Regions from separate parts of the Mus musculus genome. Here all the other regions are linked to region 5. Evidence: chromatin contacts called from public promoter capture Hi-C data. All regions are on one chromosome and are shown on one strand. The core of a region is the stretch at or near the end of the contact, and the rest is flanking DNA. Distances in the headings are between cores, read along the strand shown.

Evidence for each region. Promoter capture Hi-C pulls out the DNA fragments that hold promoters and counts their contacts.
Region 1: a contact with region 5 is called in a promoter capture Hi-C map of pre-B cells, with 4 times the contacts expected there. The contact joins the promoter of Ap3m2 here to the promoter of Letm2 in region 5. A contact is called at or near these places in 1 of 39 promoter capture datasets (pre-B cells), 1 of 484 Hi-C or Micro-C datasets (CD4 T cells) and 2 of 115 datasets of contacts at active chromatin or transcription factors (astrocytes and thymic regulatory T cells).
Region 2: a contact with region 5 is called in a promoter capture Hi-C map of pre-B cells, with 5 times the contacts expected there. The contact joins the promoter of Ikbkb here to the promoter of Letm2 in region 5. A contact is called at or near these places in 4 of 39 promoter capture datasets (the C10 cell line, liver and pre-B cells) and 1 of 9 other capture datasets (liver).
Region 3: a promoter capture Hi-C map of liver shows a contact between it and region 5, with 4 times the contacts expected there. The contact joins the enhancer-like site here to the promoter of Letm2 in region 5. A contact is called at or near these places in 4 of 39 promoter capture datasets (hippocampal neurons, liver and pre-B cells) and 2 of 115 datasets of contacts at active chromatin or transcription factors (extraembryonic endoderm stem cells and large pre-B cells).
Region 4: a promoter capture Hi-C map of liver shows a contact between it and region 5, with 5 times the contacts expected there. The contact joins the enhancer-like site here to the promoter of Letm2 in region 5. A contact is called at or near these places in 7 of 39 promoter capture datasets (3T3-L1-derived adipocytes, the C10 cell line, hippocampal neurons and 2 more) and 1 of 115 datasets of contacts at active chromatin or transcription factors (large pre-B cells).
Region 6: a contact with region 5 is called in a promoter capture Hi-C map of liver, with 5 times the contacts expected there. The contact joins the promoter of Gpat4 here to the promoter of Letm2 in region 5. A contact is called at or near these places in 8 of 39 promoter capture datasets (3T3-L1-derived adipocytes, the C10 cell line, cranial neural crest and 3 more), 3 of 115 datasets of contacts at active chromatin or transcription factors (astrocytes, large pre-B cells and stem cell-derived neural progenitor cells) and 1 of 9 other capture datasets (liver).
Region 7: a promoter capture Hi-C map of liver shows a contact between it and region 5, with 4 times the contacts expected there. The contact joins the promoter of Polb here to the promoter of Letm2 in region 5. A contact is called at or near these places in 1 of 39 promoter capture datasets (liver) and 1 of 9 other capture datasets (liver).

The regions. Positions count from the first base shown.
Region 1 is chr8:22,804,275-22,806,974 of GRCm38.p6, forward strand. Ap3m2 (adaptor-related protein complex 3, mu 2 subunit) reads right to left here and starts at 1,380. Exons shown (of 9, transcript NM_029505.3): 1 at 1,302-1,380.
Region 2 is chr8:22,705,274-22,707,973 of GRCm38.p6, forward strand. It overlaps Ikbkb (inhibitor of kappaB kinase beta), which reads right to left and starts at 1,310. Exons shown (of 22, transcript NM_001159774.1): 1 at 1,197-1,310; 2 at 809-931. The coding sequence starts at 913.
Region 3 is chr8:22,881,698-22,884,464 of GRCm38.p6, forward strand. The region is part of intron 3 of Kat6a (K(lysine) acetyltransferase 6A); the gene reads left to right. Among named protein-coding and RNA genes, the nearest start is that of Gm46036, 23 kb to the left of the region's middle. Within about 2 kb of position 1,319, at least 76 of the 459 cell types and tissues checked have an H3K27ac peak or open chromatin away from gene starts, as enhancers often do. A contact at or near this core is called in liver, where this site is marked.
Region 4 is chr8:23,189,830-23,192,529 of GRCm38.p6, forward strand. It overlaps Gpat4 (glycerol-3-phosphate acyltransferase 4), which reads right to left. Exons shown (of 13, transcript NM_018743.4): 2 at 887-1,863. The coding sequence starts at 1,051. Among named protein-coding and RNA genes, the nearest start is that of Gpat4, 17 kb to the right of the region's middle. Within about 2 kb of position 1,257, at least 48 of the 459 cell types and tissues checked have an H3K27ac peak or open chromatin away from gene starts, as enhancers often do. A contact at or near this core is called in 3T3-L1-derived adipocytes and liver, where this site is marked.
Region 5 is chr8:25,596,012-25,598,794 of GRCm38.p6, forward strand. Letm2 (leucine zipper-EF-hand containing transmembrane protein 2) reads right to left here and starts at 1,485. Exons shown (of 11, transcript NM_001364069.1): 1 at 1,264-1,485; 2 at 351-434. The coding sequence starts at 397. It overlaps D830025C05Rik (a long non-coding RNA gene), which reads left to right and starts at 472. Exons shown (of 1, transcript XR_003947362.1): 1 at 472-2,783.
Region 6 is chr8:23,207,048-23,209,842 of GRCm38.p6, forward strand. It overlaps Gpat4 (glycerol-3-phosphate acyltransferase 4), which reads right to left and starts at 1,406. Exons shown (of 13, transcript NM_018743.4): 1 at 1,252-1,406.
Region 7 is chr8:22,652,051-22,654,834 of GRCm38.p6, forward strand. Polb (polymerase (DNA directed), beta) reads right to left here and starts at 1,387. Exons shown (of 14, transcript NM_011130.2): 1 at 1,264-1,387; 2 at 1,010-1,067. The coding sequence starts at 1,324.

The sequences.
Region 1 (2,700 bases), core at 130-2,629, 2.8 Mb before region 5:
ACGAGATGGGAAAGCAAATGTCCCCATGACTTAAGGAAGTTTACCGTTTTGTGTTGGGCAACGTTCCTAGCTGTCCTGGGCCACATGTGGCCTGCAGGCCACCGGCCAGACATACCTGCTACTATTACATGAGCCCTAAGGATTCTTCCCTTGAATTCCCAATAATAACTAGCAGCCAATTTGTTTGTCTGTTGTAGATTTTCAGTTCTCTGTTATTATTGCCCGAGTTAGATCCACTTAAAACACTAGTTTCAGGCTTGTGAGATGGCTCAGCAGGTGAGGCTTGCTAACGATCCAAACAATGGGATTCAATTTCATTGGGACTCATAACATGAGAGAAGAGAAGTGACAACCTGTTGTTCACATGGGTGCACATAAATATACTTAATTTTCTTTTAAATCCGACTTTGCCAGGCACTTGGGAGCTAAGACAGGAGGATCACAAGTTTGAGACTAGCCTGGGTTACATAACATGATCCTGTCTCAAAAAAACAAACAAAACAAAACAAAACAAAAAAAATCTAGATGAAATAAACAAAGATGTTAGGCACTATTTAAATGGGTAGTGGGCATTTGAAAAGAGGCCGATAGTACTGACATATACTGTAAGATTAGAGACTGGACAGCTTCGGTTGGGAAAAAAGACTCAATTTTAAATATCTTACCACTTATTTAATACTGGTAATATGTTTGGGTCAAATGAAATATATTAAAATTTAACTTATCGTTAGCTTACCACGATTCCTATTCGAAACAGCATATGTGATGTGCTTTCTACTTCTCCTGAGCAGAGCCAGCCCCTGGAATCTTTGCCACTGTGATCTTTACTCATTCACTAAGGACCTATTCTCTGAATTATTTGTGCACAAAGCATTCCGCTGGATGCTTAAAAAAAAAATCTCTGGAGACACCCTAGTTTGTCTACAGTGACATCTCCAGGATGAGGCAGCTTTGCTGCACCCAGGGGTGGCCTAGAAGCGAACTGACTTGAGCTAGCACAACTGGTCACATTGCTAAGACCTGTTTTCCTAGTGCCCCAGGAGAGAGTCCAGATCGTCGGCTGCCAAGACAGCCATCGAGAGGTTGCAGCCCAGCAGCCTGCAAGCCTAGGGTATTGGAGGCCCTATGGGCCTTGGGGCTCCAGCCTGAAAACTGTCCAGAAGCAGGGACCCTGGTCCCAGAACTGTGCACCTGCGTTGCCATGGCAACGGCATTTGTAGCCCGGGACTCTTCCCGTACCTCTCTCCCAGGCGACGCCCAACGCAGCCCTTCCCATCCGCGCGCGCCCAGCCCAACCCTACCAGCTTCGACCAGGTCTCAGGCTCCGTTCCGGCTCCGCAGCGCAGTCGCGCTGCGCAGTGCTCCTTGCACGAAGGCTCCGCCCCCTCCTCACCGCTCTCACGTTGATTGGCCAGCCGCTCCCCGGCTGCCGCTCCTGCGCTCTGATTGATCGCCGTTCGCTTGCTAGGCTCTAGCATCCGATTGGTCTTTATTGAAGGTCCGGTAACCTTCAATTGGTGTAGCTCTGAGACTCCAAGCCCCGATTGGAGGATGAAGACAGTCGGTCATCCAGTCACAAAGGGCCTCCGGGGAGCTAGAAAGTGACCGGAAAGGTAAAATGATTCCCGGGATGCTTCTAATTTAATGCATCACAGATAACCAATCATAACTAACCTCCATTACACAGGTGCACTTAAAAAGCGACTGCTTGCCGGGCCTGTGGCGCAGGTCTTTAATCCCAGCACTCAGGAGACAAGCAGAAGTATCTCAGTGAGTTCGAGGCCAACCTTGTTGTCTACACAGGGAGTTCCAAGCCAGCGGGAAAGAACCGGGAAGAATAGAGGAAAGGAGGGGAGGGGAGAAGACAAGAGAGGAAAGGAAGGGAGAAAAGTAGAGACGTAGTGGGGAGGGGGGAGCAAGGCAGAGAAAGAGTGACAGACAGACAGATAAGACTGACTTCTCCTTCCAGACTCTCAGTTCCCAGATCCGATAATGAAGGTGTTGGGGCAGGTCTTTGAAACCACCTTAAATTTAAAGAGATCACAGGTTACTGTGACTCGGGAAAGTGTGAAGCAGAGATCCGATGGAAATTTTATCTTCAGTTAGATTAAAATGAGGCATTCGGTAAGATGAAGTGTGAAGGGGGTTGCAAAAACTGCTGGGCACACTGTAAGATGAAATGACAAACTGCGGTGATGACGGTCGTGCCAATCTAGATGAGTCTCCGAAAGGTCTCTGGCAGTACCTAAAAACAAGAGGCCCTACCTCAAATCAGATGGAAGGTGAGGAGTGATATTCTGACTCCTACAAGTGTTTCCATGCACAAATGCAAACGCGTACCTCATACATGCAAAAACGGGTGTGTGTGTGTGTGTGTGTTTATTTTCCCTTTCGTTTTGTTACTTGAGACAGTTTCGCTGAACAATTCTGGCTGGCCGGGAAGTCTCCAGATCGGGACAGCTTTGAACTGTTTCCCTCTGCCTCCCGCCTCCGGAGTGCTGGGATTAAAGGCTTGTGCTGCCCACCTGGTCGCTACTCACCCGGGGCCGGGCGCGCGCGGGGGAGGGGTGTGAGAAGAAATTTTAAAAATAATTTCAAAGCTTAAAAAAAAAAAAAAGAACGATTTGTGACATTGCCTCATACGTCCCGTTTGAAATTACAGAAGAAATAGTCATCAAATGAGAAGATTTCCGGAGGAAG
Region 2 (2,700 bases), core at 60-2,559, 2.9 Mb before region 5:
TGACCCCCAAGTTTGATAGTCACACATCACGTCTGATACTCAAGTATCCTGAGGTTAGTAAGTACTCTTTAGCGGAAACATCACAAGTACTGTGTGCTCCTGAGGCACTGTGATGAACTCATTACCCAAATCGGATAAAATAAGTCTCCCACAGTAAACAGCCGAGCTAGAGAGAGTCCTGCCAAGAATCTCAGCGTACTTACTGCCAGCCCCCTCCCCCAAATTTTTTTTGGAAGAACACAAACTTTTAACATGAGCAACGCACATCAGACACATAAGGACTAAAATAATAGGAATAAAAATTAGATCCAAAAATGAAATCAGTCCACATCACTCAGCATTATATGGCGGCACATGGAAAAGAAAGAAAGAAAGAAAGAAAGAAAGAAAGAAAGAAAGAGAGAAAGAAAGAGAAGAGAAAAACCTTGGGGTTATCAACTACCTAAAATATTTTAAATAAAGTTATTTAAAATGTTTTTTATTGCTCTCATCTTTTTAACACTGCCTGTATTCTACAACATTTATCACAATGTAATGTATTACGTGCTAGTCTAAATATTAGTAGAAATATAATTTCAAAATACTTGGAATGACAGCTTACTCCCTCATGTGTCCTTCTAAGTGGCATGGTTATTAAGGTTTTTTAAAAAGAGTCAGTTTAGCAGCTCACAGATCCCCTTTGCAGTCCTTTTTCTTACGCTCCCATTGGACAACGCCAAGGTTAGGCAGGGATCCACCCATTCACACCGGGCCAGGTCAGAAGAGGCGCCAAGAAAGCTCACCCACCTTCCTGGTGCCAGAGCCCTACCTGATTGTGCCACCGGATGACGTTTCCAAATCCCCCGGTCCCCAGGCGTTCTTTCATTTCCCAGGCTCCACATGTCTGGGTTGGGAGGGACGGTGACCAGCTCATATCGATGCCCTGCTAACTCTAGAAGCAAGCAGGGAGAGAGGACAAGTTGAGAGTAAGAAGAACACTGGAGCTCAAGAAGCAACTGGGAGCAGCAGTGGCTGCTGCCCTGCAAGGGGAGGCTAGGACACCGGTGTAGTTAACAAATAAAAGTTGCGGCGGCCGGGCCCACCGGTGGGTCCGCTCAGCATCGGGCGCGGCGCAGCCACGGACCCCGGGGAGAGGCGGAGCGCACACCCGGGTGAGCCGGTCCACGCGCCGCGAGCCGCCCTCGCGTGGGACTCACCTGCCCCGGGGGCCGCGGGGCCGCCAGCGACACCCGCTGAGGACATGAAAACTCGGGGTCCCCACGCAGCCAGCCCAGCGCCACTTCCTCAAACACTTCCTGCCCTGACGTCACGGGTACTAGACGGCTCTTAAAGGGGACGCGCGAGCCACTGGCTCTCGGAGACGCAGCCACAGCCAGCCAAGGTGCTGGACCTGGCGGCGCAGGACCTGGCGGCTTGGAGAGCTCTTCTTCACCCTGGCACTTTTTAGGCTGAGCTTGATCCGACTGGCTAGGCAGTTAATAAGGGGAGAATCTGCCGAGCCCCGACTAGTGCTGACTTAGAGGCTGTCCTAAGAATTGCCTCCCTGTCCTCCCACCGCTCCTGGTTCAGTATTAAGAATAATCAACCATCCTGATGCTCCTCAGAAAGTAACACACCACCATCCCCCTCAAAGAGGAAGGGAGGAGAGGGAAGAGTACAGAGACAAAACAAAAAACTAGCACTGTCTATCAAAAATGGAGTTTGAGCACTGGGAGCATAAAGAAATTACTAGTTATTAGGTCAAGAGGCTGGGTATTGTCTTCTCCACCAGGACACCCCACACGCCTACCAGCATCCACCCCTGCCTCTAACAAGCCAGGTTCAGCCGCTCACCTCCCATAGCCTAATTCACGATACAATTACCAATGGAAAGGAGAAAAAGAGGTTTATTCAATGTGACTACATTGGGGAAAGACAGCGATCTAATCTCTCTCACCCATACCTCTGCCGATCCAAGTCTAATTTTGGGGTCCTGCCATGAGGTTTGGGTTTAAGTGGAAGGCAAGTGGTATACATAACTAAGTAGTCATGCTCAATATATGTTCTGGTCCACCATCGTTGTCTAGGCTCCAGTTTCTCCTATGATGTGGCGTTTGTCAGACGGTGTGAAATCTCTGCTCCTCTGAAGGTGGCACAGTGGCTCCAGGCTTCTGACATTTACTGGCTTTTTAGATCCGAACCCAGCAGCGGACAGCGACCAGCAAGGCTAACAAAGTCTCCCTGGATTGAAAGCCAAAGATCTTTGTGGGATAACCTGGGGACTCTAAGCGTTTGAACTCAAGAATAGAGCAAATAAAGAACTTCTCACTCTTTTATTATTAAAGCAAGCAAAACATGAGATGATGTTTACAGAGAGCTTAAGCAAATACAAGAACAGCAAGTGAAAAAACACTTGGTATTATGTCTTATCATCCTTGCACCTGTGGGAAAAAGCCAAGAATATTCCTCCCAGGACCCCACCCTTCCCACAGAGAGAACGTGGACATCCCAAGCCATACCCTTCATGTCGCCCCTTTTGAGAGCATCCACTTTTTATGGGGTTTGCAATTATTTCTAGAAGGCCACTTGTGGAAGAACATTCTGCACTCTGCCCCAACCACAGCTCACGGGACAGTCACAGCTTTCTTACACGGGTTCCCACGTGGCCTCAGATGATGTTCCTGGGGGAGATTACAGTTTCTCGGGGTCTGTTATGTCGGC
Region 3 (2,767 bases), core at 69-2,568, 2.7 Mb before region 5:
ACTTTGTAGACCAGGCTGGCCTCGATCTCAGAAATCCGTCTGCCTCTGCCTCCCAAGTGCTGGGATTAAAGGCGTGCGCCACCACGCCCGGCTTCAAGCATTTTGAATAAGGGCTGCATTGGCTGTTTAAAACGCCGTTGTAATAAAATAGATAGAGAAGTATTTCATCATGATTCCTTTTTAAGTGTGTGTGTACCCAGACACACCTGTCCTCCTGTGGAGGCCAGAGGGCCTTTAGGGAGTTGGTTCTCCTTCCATCTTTACGTGGACTCTAGGAATTTAACTTGGATTATGTATCTTCTGTCATGATTTAAGCTTTTTACTTCCTAATGGTTGTTGTGTAGAGCCACTGTTCATGTGCTTTTTAAATCGTTTGATGAAATCTCCATATTTTTTGCTGTTTTTTAAAATTGATTATTTTTTCTTTATTTAATTTATTCATCTTTAATTTTTCTTTCAAGCCTTTATTCACCCACAAATAGCCCTTGTGCTCTAGGGAATTAGCAATATGTTTATATTTTTGTAGTTCTTGATGCTTCATGTTTCATTGCTAAAAACTTGTTTGTTTTATAGTTTTTAAAATGAGCTGTTCTTTTCTGGCTCCTGATAGATTTGCTTAGTAAGGGCAGTGAATTGGCCTTTAATGAGCTGGGTTGGATAGTTCTGAGATTGCAGTGACAAGAGCCTGGAGTGAGAAGATTATTTTGGTAATGCATAGGACCAACCCAGAAGGAGTAGTGGAGATAGAGTTGGCTTCTGGGACAACTAAGCTGAGAGTTAACTTTCAGAGTCCCCTATAATCTCCTTCCAACCCCCTCCCTCCCCCAGGAAATGCCTGAAATGTTGGGGAATGCTGAGCCCTGTATATACTAATTATTTTTATTATTGCACCCATCTAGTTAGGCGCACAAGGATTACTAATCAGTGTGGTATTTTGTGGCTAGAGCTGATTGTGGGTATCTAAATCCCAGGGAGCTGGCTGAGGCTGCTGTGCTCCCTGGATTCTCTCAGTGGGGGGCTTGAGATCTCTCCTGTCTCAGACATCTCCAAATGATTAGGATCAGAATTGGAAGTGTCTTTCTGCCTTAATGACCCTAGAGTGGAGGAAAATGTATCTTATACACAAACCTAGGGCAGGAAACCTGTAAGCAAGCTGGTTTTGGCTGAGTAGTGAGTCACATGTATATCCCTAGAGTCCTTGTTCTGGCTTGTTTGAGTATTTTAACTTGAATTAATGTGATGATGGGCTGCTGAGAGGGCACAGTGGGTAGAGACACTTGACCAAGCTTCCTGATTGAAACCCACATGACTGAAGGAGAGACCCAGCTCATGCACACTGTGCTCTGACCTCTGCACACGCACTGTGACGTGGAAGCCCGCTTTCCAGTGCAGTTTAAAAACATAGAATGTGAATAAAACAGTGGTTCCTGATAGTTTTTTTTCTTTGCCAGGAAGCAACCCTGTGTCAAAGTCAGGAACTCTGACTTTGATTCCTCTCTGAGTTCCTGTAAGAAATAGCCATTTTTCTTCCATATTCAGACCATCACCCTTGCTGTTTTATAGACACATCATCTTTTTTCTGCTGTCCTTATACATGCTGTGTTTTACTGCGCTAGATTTTCTCATCACTCTTTAGGTCTTTGCAAAGTGCCTGGCTTGCTTCACTGAAGTAGTTATCACAACTAAACAGTACTCCACCTGCCTCTTTATTGGCTTTTTCTTGCTAGGGCATAAACTGCATGAGTTATAGACAGTATCTTGTTTACTCCTGTCTTCATATTCCTCAAATAGATGGGGCATATGGTAAGTGCCTGAGGGATTTTGAATGAATATGAACAGCACATTAAAAAATAAAATAAAAGGGCCCAACCTGATATGAGCTTCCTTATGACATAGAGTTTGTTGTGTAGCTGGAGACACAGTAGCCATTGCAGTAGGCTTCAAGTGAGCTTATGTGAAGATTGCTGTACATGGTGATTTCTAGGGTTTTTTTTCCTTTAATAATAGTGATTAATTCTGTTACAAATCATGACACTAATATCTGCTTGAACAAAATAATTTCTGATAAAAGGTTTGTGTAGGAGAAAGGCAGGCAGAAGTCTTGGGCTTTTTGAACCCCATCAGAGTAAGCCAAGATTTTTGGCTGTGTATGAGATTTAGTAACTAATTGGGTACAAAGTTCATTTCTTGTTTTCTCATAGGGAACTGTACTGTTCTTTCACATGATGCTCACTCATTGAGTACATAGACTAAATGGTTTCCCACCCCCAAGACAGGGCTACTCTGTGTAGCTCTGGCTGTTCTGGAAATTACTCTGTAGACCAGGCTGGCCTCGAACTCAGTGCTGGGATTACAGACAAGCACCACCCCTGCCCAGCTGATCTTCCCACCTATTAATTACTGCTTTTGCTCTGGTGTTGAAGGATTTTTCTCAGATAAGCTTACATTCTTCTTCTAGTTACCATAAAGGTTGGAACAAAAATAGTGTTTTAAGATTGTATTTAAGTCTGCCGGGCAGTGGTGGCGCATGCCTTTAATCCCAGCACTTGGGAGGCAGAGGCAAGTGGATTTCTGAGTTCGAGGCCAGCCTGGTCTATAGAGTGAGTTCCAGGACAGCCAGGGCTACACAGAGAAACCCTGTCTCCAAAAACCAAAAACCAAAAACAAAACAAAAAAAAATTGTATTTAAGTTATTTAAGTCTTATGTAAAGCTAACTTGGATCTTGAAATTTATTTTCACTTAATAGACTTCAGGATTTTTGGAAAT
Region 4 (2,700 bases), core at 7-2,506, 2.4 Mb before region 5:
GTGTTGGATTTACATGTGGGTCCTCAGCAAGAAGCAGGACATGCTCTTAACCCCTGTACTCTCTCTCCAGCCCCACCTTATTCTTGTAAGGACAGTAAATACCACAGAGTTCAAAGGAGCTAAAGGAAAATGGAAACAATAAAGACTGCCGAGTGCTTGAATCCTTGGCTTGAAGCAGCAAACCAAACCACAAAAGCCTGTAAGATACCACATGAGTAAGTGCATCATATTATCATGGTATTACTCAAAGGTTGCAGTTTCAGCTGTGGAAAAGAATTCCTGAGAATTTGGTAACTATTTAAAACAGATCCTGCAACTAAAGTAGCTAGCAACTCTTTGTCTAAATATTAGTCCTGTGGCACAGATCAACTTCTAGGAGATATTGCTTCTCATCTGCTTCCATTTAACACAACCAGTTCTCTTCAGCTGTACGTTAAGTTCTGACATAGCCTCTATTTTTTTGGAAAATAATTCAAATGCTCTTTTTTTCTGTGCATTCTTTTTTTTTTTTTTCCTTTTTTCTTTTTTCCTTGAGACAGGGTTTCTCTGTGTAGCCCTGGCTGTCCTGGAACTCACTTTGTAGAACAGGCTGGCCTTGAACTCAAATCCTCCTGCCTCTGCCTCCCAAGTGCTGGGATTAAAGGCGTGTGCCACCACTGCCCGGGCTCTGTGCATTCTTTTTGCATGAATGTAAGACTCTACCTCAGATTACAGTGAGAGAGGAAAAATGAGCCCATAAGCAGCCTTATGTCCTACTACCTGTTCTGCATGTGGCAATGTCCAGTGTCTAAGCCCCACTCTGTGACACAGAAGGTAAAAGAACCATTCTTTCTGCTAATGTCCTTCTCTTCCCAGTGAGGAAACATATCACAGAAGTACAACTTACCGCAAAGATCTTTAGCAGTGTTTTCATGTAGAGCTTTCGGATACCAAAGGACACTCCAAAGATGGCAGGGACGATGATGAAAACAAGCAGCAGGGTGAAGAGGACGGTCAGGGAGATACCCAGGAGGTTGACAATCAAGCTATCAAAAGGTAGCAACAGGAACATGGTGGAGGACGCACGTCAGGCTGGTGCCCTCTTTTCCACACACAAACACGTCCTTCAGATGGTCCCTTCAGATAGCACAAGCCTTGGAAAGGCAGCCAGTCCCTCACGGGTGACAAACTCCATCTCAAAGTTCATGTCATCCAACTGCCTGAATAGAGCTCTGGCGCAGAACTGCAGAAGGGTCACAGGAGCACCCCAGAAATGCCAGGTCTCCCGGGCACAGATGACAATCTGTGGTGAGTAGGCTGGAACAGCACCTGAGTCCTGAGTGTCCGGGCAAGCGAGCGGCAAGGGGCAGCTTTCTGTTCAGCTATGTGGCTGCTTCCAAGGTTTTACTTTCCTCCTGCCCCAAAGCATTCAGCGGGTAAATTTGTCCTAAAGATCTGTATTGTCAGAAGTACCAAGAAGAGTTCGCCTTGGTGCCAGAAGAATCCTGAAACTCCAGTAGACAAGGGTAGCTGCTGGCACTTCACACCCAAGGCTGCCAAACGTCAGTATGTAGAAATTAAGTAACGTTTACTTAAAATTCCTTCATAAGCTAAAACTGAGTTCACTGTAAAGAGTTCATAGCTGGTCCCATGCTCCCTTGAGGGGGCTCCTGATGCTGGCTGACCCAGGACCCTCCTACCCAGAGAGCCCCAGCCTTTGCCAGTAGCACACAGAGGCTGGCACAGAACGTCTCATGCTGCCTGTACTGAGCACTGTTCCAAACACGCCTGGCATTGGTGTCCTCCGATATTCTTCTCCCTTAAGGCAGCCTTCTCAGCGGTGACCTGGGTTCTTGGCAAAAGGCTGTTTACATGCTGCCAGAGCTGGGGGTGGAAACAGAAACACCATTAGTCACACAAAGCAAGAGAAGCATTAATGTGCTTCCTTCCATATGTGTGACAAGGGACAGCTGGGAGCCCACAGGTTGCTTCTCTATCATCAAGGTAAAAAGGCAGCAGGCAAGCAGATACAGCGTGGGGGAAAACGGACATTCCAGTATTCCACAATGAGTGAAGCTGGCCGTGCATGCCAACTTTCTGATGATGAACATTTTGAAAGGTAAGGGTACAATATGAAATGTCAATGCCCTAACTTGTCCCATAGTTACCCAGAGTTCTTTATAACAGATGTACTGCAGGACTAACTTTGTACTCTTCCTAGTATAATTCTTGCTGACACAGGACAATCATTGGTTCTGTTCCCTCAGGACCAGGCAACAAAAGTTAAGGCATTGTTAACAAGGCACACTCTTCATTTGCTTCTTATTTTGTCTTAATTAACTTGAAGGAGAGTTCTATTGGTAAAAACAGAGCTCTCCCAATGCTTTGCAGGGACATAGTTTGCAACTGTAAGAACATATCAGGATTAAGGTAATCTGTCTCCTAAGGCTAGACAGTACAAATTTCTAGTAATTGTGTGTTAAATGCTACTACTTTACATGACTTGGTACCAACAAAATTCCTAGAAAGAGAACTGTATAGGAAAAGGAAATATACATTTAAACTTTTACAAGATAAGTATCACATTTCTTCCATAGAAACCAAGCCCTTTCAGTCCACTTCACTACACTGGCTGCTCATAAAATTCTAGAATTATTTCAAATATCTCATGAAAGTAGTCCAATATATAGTGCTTATTCCAAACTATAAGTTACCAATGCA
Region 5 (2,783 bases), core at 235-2,734:
TCTCATCTATTTTCCTCTATCATGTATTTCCAAAATTACTCAGCTTACATTCTAAAGCAGTTCAAATTAAAATATGTTCTTCCTTGAAATGTATTGAAAACTCAGCAAGGTTTTCTGTACTAAGCCAATCTTTTTGTTTTGTTGGTTACTTCCTTTATTTATTTATGTATATTTTTGAGACGGTCTTGATATGTAGCCCAGGCTGGCCTTGAACTCAGAGACCAGCCTGCCTCTGTCTCCTGAGTGCTGGGACTAAACGCATTTGTCACCACGTCTTTTACAACACATGTTTTTCATATAGATGCATGAGTTTATATACATTTTTTTTTGTGGGAAACTCCAAGCCTTACCTTGTCCAGAAAATAGCTAAGAATGAATTATAACTGTAGAAGGCCATGTTTATTTTTTTTGTTTCAACTAACCAACACAGAGACCTAGGCAAAAGAAGCAAACAATTTAGTATTTTAAAAAGGAATCAATTAAACATGAGAATTTAGGTGGTTTTTTTTTTTTTTTAAGAAAAACTAAGGCAAAGAGAGAGATTTGCATATTCAAGGTGTAAAATTTCCTTCAAGTTCATTTACAAAAGCCTCAGTATTTTCTTAGCTCTGGATTTGAAAATGGTACTTTTTCGATCCAAACACACAGAAATGGGTTCTAAGAAGATGATCCTGAAGACGATGTGGCCTCCAAAGGCTTTTTTTTTTTTAATTTTTTAAATTTCTGGTCAATAGTGTCTAATAATCTGCTGCGACGGTTAAAAGGAGAAAGACATCTTTATCTGTAACCAGAAAATACAAGTAGAAAGTAAGCACCCTGGATTCATTTACCACCAACCCAAAAGTCTAAAAGTTCTCACTAATTTCATGTGGGAACAGCGAAGACATAATGGTATCTACTAAAGGCTCAAGCGCAGATGCAGAATCTCCAGAGTCCGAACTAAGCTCTGTACCTTTAACTAAAACCGTTCTCCACCCCGAGCCGCTTCTCAGCTACTGGCATAACACTGCGATCTCGCAATCGTGCCGGAAGGAGGTTCCCCAGGCCCTCAACCCCACCCTATGGAAACCTCAGCTAAAAAGTAAACATCGCGAACCGGGCACAGCACCTCGGAAACCAGCCCCACCGCGGACAGCGCTCCTCCGGAGGGAGGCCGGGCCTGTTGCGGAGGCTCCCCAGCCCTTGGCCCCGGGGCTACGGGCCACTCCCAGGCAGTCTGCCCGGCGTTTCGGGGGAACCCCACGCCCAGCGCTGCGGGGTTACCTCTGCACCCCGCGCTCGCCGCACCGGTGCAAAAGGCGCCCTCGGCTCTCGGCCGGTAGTCTCCGCGGAAAGTGGGGAGGACTGCGGTGGGTCTGGGGATTGTTGGAGTGGGGTCAGGTACACCGTAGGGGAGAATGTCCAAAGTTTAGGGGAGAGATCGGGGTTGACGGGAGACGCCGAGGGAGCCCTTGTCCGCTGCGAGGTGACTAAGGCCCCAACCCTACCTTCCCAATTCCTCCCCGCCCCCACGCTAAAGGGGCCGGAAGCCCAGTCTCCATGGTTCCACCTCCTGCGCCTCGCCCTGTGACGTCACTCCGAGTGACGCCACTACCATCCAATGAGCTCTCAAATCCTGGGACTGGCTCGCGTCCTTCACGGCAGCCGCGCGGAAGGCAACAAGGTCCCCCGCACGAGCCCGCGAAGTCACTTCTGGGTCGGAGTTAGTTGAGGCAGCGTCTGTACTACAGGACCAAAGCTGCGTCCCCCCCCCCCCCCTGCCTGCCCACATTCTGTAGTCTAGCCAACTCCTCGAGAACTCCTTGAATGGAGGCCCTACCAGAGTAAGGTCTGATAGTAGCCTTTGTAACCCAAATTGGAGTCACTGATGACATCACTTTGATGATTCCGTTCCTCACCCTTTAGTCTCCGAAACTGCCTAGAGGTCTTGGGTTGGCGAAGGAGGTTGTGAGGTCCTGGTGGCAGAGGGGCAGCACTGAGAAAAAAAAAAAAAAAAAAAAAAAAAACCTTTCTTCTGCGGGGTCGAAGGCTGGAATGCTTCTGAAATCTTCATACGGAATTTGATTTTTCTCTTTAAAAAATGGTTTCATGTTGTCGCTTATCATTAGTTGTGTAGAAATCTCAACATTCAAAAATATATTCTAGAGTACTTGTTAAATAAGATAGGCATTGTGGGTTTGAGGACGTTTACGTTCCTAGGGCGGGCAACTAGCCATCTTGGGAAAGTTAAAGTTCTGAAAGCATTCTTGTTCCTATTTATCTGTTTTTTTTTTTTTCAATTTCTTTTTATTTTGCGGGGTTCTTATGTAACACGGGCTGGGCTGGAACTCAATAGGTAGTAGCAGAAAGTGGTCTTGAACCCTTGAACCACCTGCCTGCCTCCCCAGTGCTTAGTTACAAGTGTGTACCACTGCAGCCATCTTTGACTCTATATTTTAGTTTGCTTGCTTATTTATTTATTTAGAGACAGGGTTTCACGATGTAGGCCTGGCTGGCCCAGAACTCGTTATGTAGACCAGGCTTGCCTTGAACTCACAGAGATTCATTTGCCTGGTCCTCTAAATTGCTCAGATTTAAATGTGTGCACCACCATGCCTGGCTCGAGCTTTCTTCAACTTTTCTGAGAACTCTGATGATAAAATTATGAGCTGTACAAAATAGAATAAGTTTTGAGGGCTGGGCATGGTAGTGCATGCCTTTTATGCCAGTACTTAATAGACAAGACTGGCAGATCTGTGTGAGCTCAAGGTCACTCTGGTCTACAAAGTGAGTTCCAAGACAGC
Region 6 (2,795 bases), core at 156-2,655, 2.4 Mb before region 5:
ACACACACACACACACACACACACACACACACACACGGCGCGCGCTCCAGTGCTAAATTTTTGTTTCTTCCTGAGACAGAAGAAGTAAAATAAATGAAGATGCAGATATTGCATGATTAACCCCAGATGTCACTGAGCATATATAATAATGAGCATACGTTCCTGGTTTTGCATATTTGAAATTCTCCAAATTATAGGTCTGAAAAATTACTCTCAGAAAGAGGAAGGATAATTTAGCAGGCAGGATTACAGTTTTGACCATAGTCTTTGGTCGCAGTGATTTTTATGCCTGTCTTTACGGGGTTGCGATACAATCTCGAAGACACGCTAACTCTGCAGAGACTCTTAAAAGTTCTGCTCAAATTAAGGAAAACGAGCGAAACCAAAGTTCTTCAAAGGCTATCTACCGGTAATACGCAAGAGATGGGTATGGGATGGAACTTAACGTCCGCGAAGCCTGACAATTTCACATAGATTATTCTACAACCTGTGAGTCACCAATGTAATATCCAAGTAAGATGGAAAGTGAATAAATAAGTCAAACTTCCAGGTAGGATGCTACTACCACTGAGGGCATGGAACCAAGGCGAAAGGGAGTCTGGGGTGTGAAGAAGGCTGGAATAGTGGCAGTTCTAGTTAGTGGCTCAGGAAAGTCATGTAGCATCAAGCAGGGCTGCCCCTATCCGGGGGCAAACCTGGACACTGGGACTCTCCAATGCGGGAAGGGGGAGAGGGGGCAGACCCGAAAAAGAAGACAGTGTGAGCACAGCACGGGATAAAGGACGGATTCTGGGGGGGAAACCCGTTTCCACGTGATCTAACGCCGGGTTCTCAGCCACGTTCCTCAGCTCCGGGCCACACCAGGCCGAGGCGGCGAGCGGCCTGCGGAGAGGAGCGTGGTCGGTTGAGGAGGAGAGAAACCGGTCGGGGAGAGAGGAGCGGGGCGGCCGAGGAGAGGAGGGAAGGGAAAGAAAGGGCCGGATGAGGACAGCGGGGCTGGCTGAGCCAAGGAGCCGAGCGGCAAGGAGCCGGGCGACTGGAGAGGAGATGAGGCGGCAAGAGGACAGCGGGGCTAGCCCGGGAGGAGAGGAGCGGGGCTGGCGAAGGACAGGAGTGGGGCAAGCGGGCGTGAAGGAGCTCGGACCGCCCGGCAGCGGCTGCCCCACCGGCGGGACCCCGGCCCGCGGCTGCCGACCCCGCGTCCCGCCCGGGGCCGGGGGCGTCCGGTAGGACCAGGTCCATCCAACTCACCGGCCGTGAGGCTCGGCTCCAGTCCTCGGTGACTGCCGCTCCCGCCCTGCCCTGCCCGCCGCCGGCCCAGGCGTACGTAAGAGCGTGCGTACGCCCGCCCGTCTTTGTCTACGCCGCTGGACGTGGACCCCACTCCCCTCAATCCCCGCCCCCGAGTCCCGCCCAACCGCGCTTGCGCGGTCTCCCGGAGGACCCCAGGGTGGGCGGGGCTCCGGCGATGCTCGCTCCTCGCACTGATGCTCGCCAGCGTGAGCCGAGGTCGCTTTCTGAAAGCCAACCGGGGCCTGTCTGAGCTGTGTCCAGAACAGGCATCGTTCCCGGGGAGAGGGAGAACCCGGCATGGCGAGGTTCATTTACTGAGTCTTTGTGGGACTTTGTGTGAGATTCGGTTCCGGCTGGCCACGAAACGTTAGCCACCATCCCAGCACTACCCGGGCATCCCGGAGCTTCTCTTAACGTAATTGGCTGGTTGGCCAACTGCAGTTTTCCAACCCAGCCACAGTTCTAACTAACCTCTCCTCAGACTGGAAGCTTCAAAGACAGGCTTGTTTTGCTGACGTGGGTCCTTTATAGTGGAAGAAAGAGAAAGAAGGGATGGGGGACACGCCTCTTTGGCCCACCCCACCCCCTTTTAAGACAGGACGTCTTGTAATACAGACTTGCCTCAAAAACTGCGAATTGCCCAATGACCTTCAGTTTCTGCACCGACTGCTTCCACCTCCTGAAGTGCTGGAATAAACTACCGTCCCAAGTTTTATAAAGTGCTGGGGGCTGGAACTCAGGGCCTCGTGCATGCTAAAAGAAGCACTCGACCAGCTGAGCCACATTCCCAGCCTCCGAGTTTATTGCTTTTGTATACTTCCAAGAGTACCTAACCTTTCCCCTAATTCAGGACTTAAACCTCCATTTGTTGATTTCTTCACAAACTTTTACACAACTCCAGGTATGTAACTATAACAGGAATACAAGACATATTTAATGATAATAAATTTATTTAAAAGCATTTTTGCTATGTATTTGTAGCTTTCCTATATTAACTATTAAAGCAAATTTGCATATTAATGAGATGGATGTGTTTGCCACTCTATTAATTTATTATTTTATTTTTGGTTTTTTCGCTGGCTGTCCTGGAACTCACTCAGTAGACTAGACTGGTCTTGAACTCAGAAAAACGCCTGCCTCTGCCTCCCAAATGCTGGGATTAAAGGCATGCGACACCACTGCCCGGCTGCCACTCTTAATATAAAGAAATCAGCTAAATATTTGATACCAAAGGATATAAAACATAAAGTTTCCCAACGTTTTAAATTTTATAATTGTCAATGCTGAGAACACCGTTTCACAAATACCTTGTACAAAACAATATTAGTAAGTTTATGAACATTTCAGAAATTATTAGAGATTCTGCCCTAATCCCAAGCCAAAAATGATTTAACAGATTTTTGTGAGCAGATTAACTGAAGCAGTTTTTAAAATCAAGAATTCTAATACAGTGCAACCCCTGAATGTGCTAATTTGATGCTTACTTACAATGCTTACCTGCT
Region 7 (2,784 bases), core at 137-2,636, 2.9 Mb before region 5:
GCATCAGGGAAATGGCGGGAAGGCTGTGTTGCCCAGTAATGTCAGAAGCTATGCTCATAAGGTCTTACTAACATGACTGCCCAGACATGAGCTGAACAAGGAAGAATGTGACAGACACACCACAGTGGTCAGGACCTCAACCCTACACAAAGAACTACAGGAAACAGTCTTTCCTAACACATCAGTTGGTTATCCCTGAAAATATACAAGTAGCATTACACAGTTGGAACAGATTGTATTTATGTATTTAGGAAAATGTGTGTGTGTATGTATGTGTATCGAAATATGTGTGTATATATATGTGCACATATATATATATAATGAAAAAAGGAGGTTATGAATTTGAGAGATCATAGAGGGTTATATATGGAAGTGTTTGGAGAGAGGAAAAGGGGAAATGATGTAATTATAATCCCCCAAATAATCATATAATAATAATAATAATAATAATAATAATAATAATAATTCGACTTCAAATGAGGAAATCCAGGCATGGAACAGACTATAGGAGAACACTAACTGTAAGGCTGTAAGGGCTAGCTTGGGGAAAGCAAGGATAGTTTACTTTTACTGTTAGAAGCTGAGGGGCTTTGGGATGCTTATAGGTTAAGTAGCTGACTGTGGGAAGAGCGGCCAGGAGAAGGTGCCCGCTGAGGTTTGTAGTGATAGGCAGGCAACTGGTTTTCAGGAAGGTGACAGCCCATCCAGAAGGAAAGGCGATTTCCTGAACTACATCTATTTCACAGTTCAGATCTCGTCTACTGTTGTTTATTATGTTTTTTAAACTGTATTTCCAGTCAATTCAAGATTAATGGTGGGAATATATGCATCAGACACCTATTTTCAGTCGGAACTGTACAGTCTCCTGAATTAACCCTATAACGCCCTGCCAAAACCCTGTATAGGTTAAATAAAGTGCCACTCAGCTTTGAACCACTGGGCACCGGCTTTCCATCCCTGCTAAGTGACAGCAAACTAGGATGTCCTGGAACGCCGGCTAACAACGTACCTGTACGCATTGTACTTGTGGATCGCCTGGCTCACGTTCTTCTCAAAGTTTGCGAGTTCTGAAAAGACAACAAAGGGCTCGAGGACACAAGTACACACACCCCCGCGAACGCGGGTCCCGGGATGGAGGTGTGGGCGGGTTCCTCCACCGGCGGCCGCGACGGACGCAGCCGGGGCGCTGCGACCCGCGGGGGGGGGGGTGGGAGAAGCGAGGCCCGGCTGAGCAGAGGAGCCGGAGGGCGGCCCGGGACTCACCCACGAGCATGTCCGTGATGCCGCCGTTGAGGGTCTCCTGCGGCGCCTTGCGTTTGCTCATGGCGCCGGGGACCCACACCTGGGTCTTACCGGTGGAACAATGGCGGCGCCTGACAGGGCGCAGCGCGGTGACGTCACGCGCCAGGCTACGGGGCGGGGCTAGCGGGTGCGGGTGCGGGGAATCTCTGGGCGGAGGGGAGCTAGGAGGTCAGGTTTACCTCCTGGTGAGTTAGCCTGAGAGATCAAATCTGCTCTCCTGGTCTGAGAATAGTCTGATTTAGAGCCCGAGATGCAGACGGAGGTGGACGTTGGCTGCTGTGGACAGTAGCTATGGAACACACGGCCTGTACTGTTTGTGAGGCGTGCCGGCGCGGGTTCTGCTGTCAGAATCCAAGAGCTGCTCTGTGCTTCTGGACACCATGTAAAACATGGAATGAAATATGCCAACCGTCGGCTAAAGACGTGTTCTGGCTTTGTTTGTTCGTTTGTTTGTTTCGGTATCCATGCCTCTTGTGGGAGAAGCTAAAGCTAGGAAAAGACCCCAAGAAAGAAGTGTCTGACTTAACTAAACAGCAATGGAACACTCATATTCTATATGTGATCCCCTTACAATGTCCTTGAATTGAAATATAGCGCTTGTGCCATTTATAAGTGTTCCTCATGGGGGTCCATATTAACTGCAAACACAGCAATTCGTTTGGGCATAAATTGTTATTAAGATACACACTAGTGTGGGTGAATCTGAAAAGAGTATAGAAGGAAAAAGGGAAGTCAATGACGGGCTTGTCATCCAACTTAGGTATTATTATTTGGGGACATACACTTTTACATTTCTACTCCACTCTTATCTTCTAAAATTTCTATTCTTGTTTCTGTTTTGTTCTGAGATAGGGTATCTATGTAGCCCAGGTTGTCCTAGAACTATGAAGAGCAGGCTGGCCTCAGACTCATAGAAATCCTCCTGCCTCAGCCTCCTGGATGCTAGGGATAGGTATGCAACACCAGGTCCAGCAATGCATTGTTGTTGTTTTAGGTGAGTGAGTTATTTTTATTAGCAAGGACAGGGCACTGCTTTCGCTACTGGATGTACAGTAGTGATAAGTCAAGTCCTGTGCGCATGTCCTTGGCAGGGGGTAATAAAGTGGCCTAAGAGCAAGTCAAGAATGAGTGATTCACTGTGAGAGGACATGCTCAGCAGGAATGGGGCCTCAGCTCCACCACAACACTGCACGGATAAACAAGGCAAGGAAATGGGGCAGCCCTCAGGAGGGGCGAGATGAGCTCTATTTAGACAGAACAGTTGGAAAACACCTCTCAGAAGGTCCCTGTGCACGGAGACATAATGAAGAGGAAGAGGGCTTGGGGGACAACTGGAGTGATCCCTGTAGAAGCAGCAAGGTCCACCCCCAAAGCTGCCACTAAAAAGTTCTGCACCATTTGGAACAAGTTCACTAGGTTGGAGATCAGAGGACTTCGGTGTGGACTGTGGTAAAGCTAGAAAAGCGAATAGCATTCGCTCTC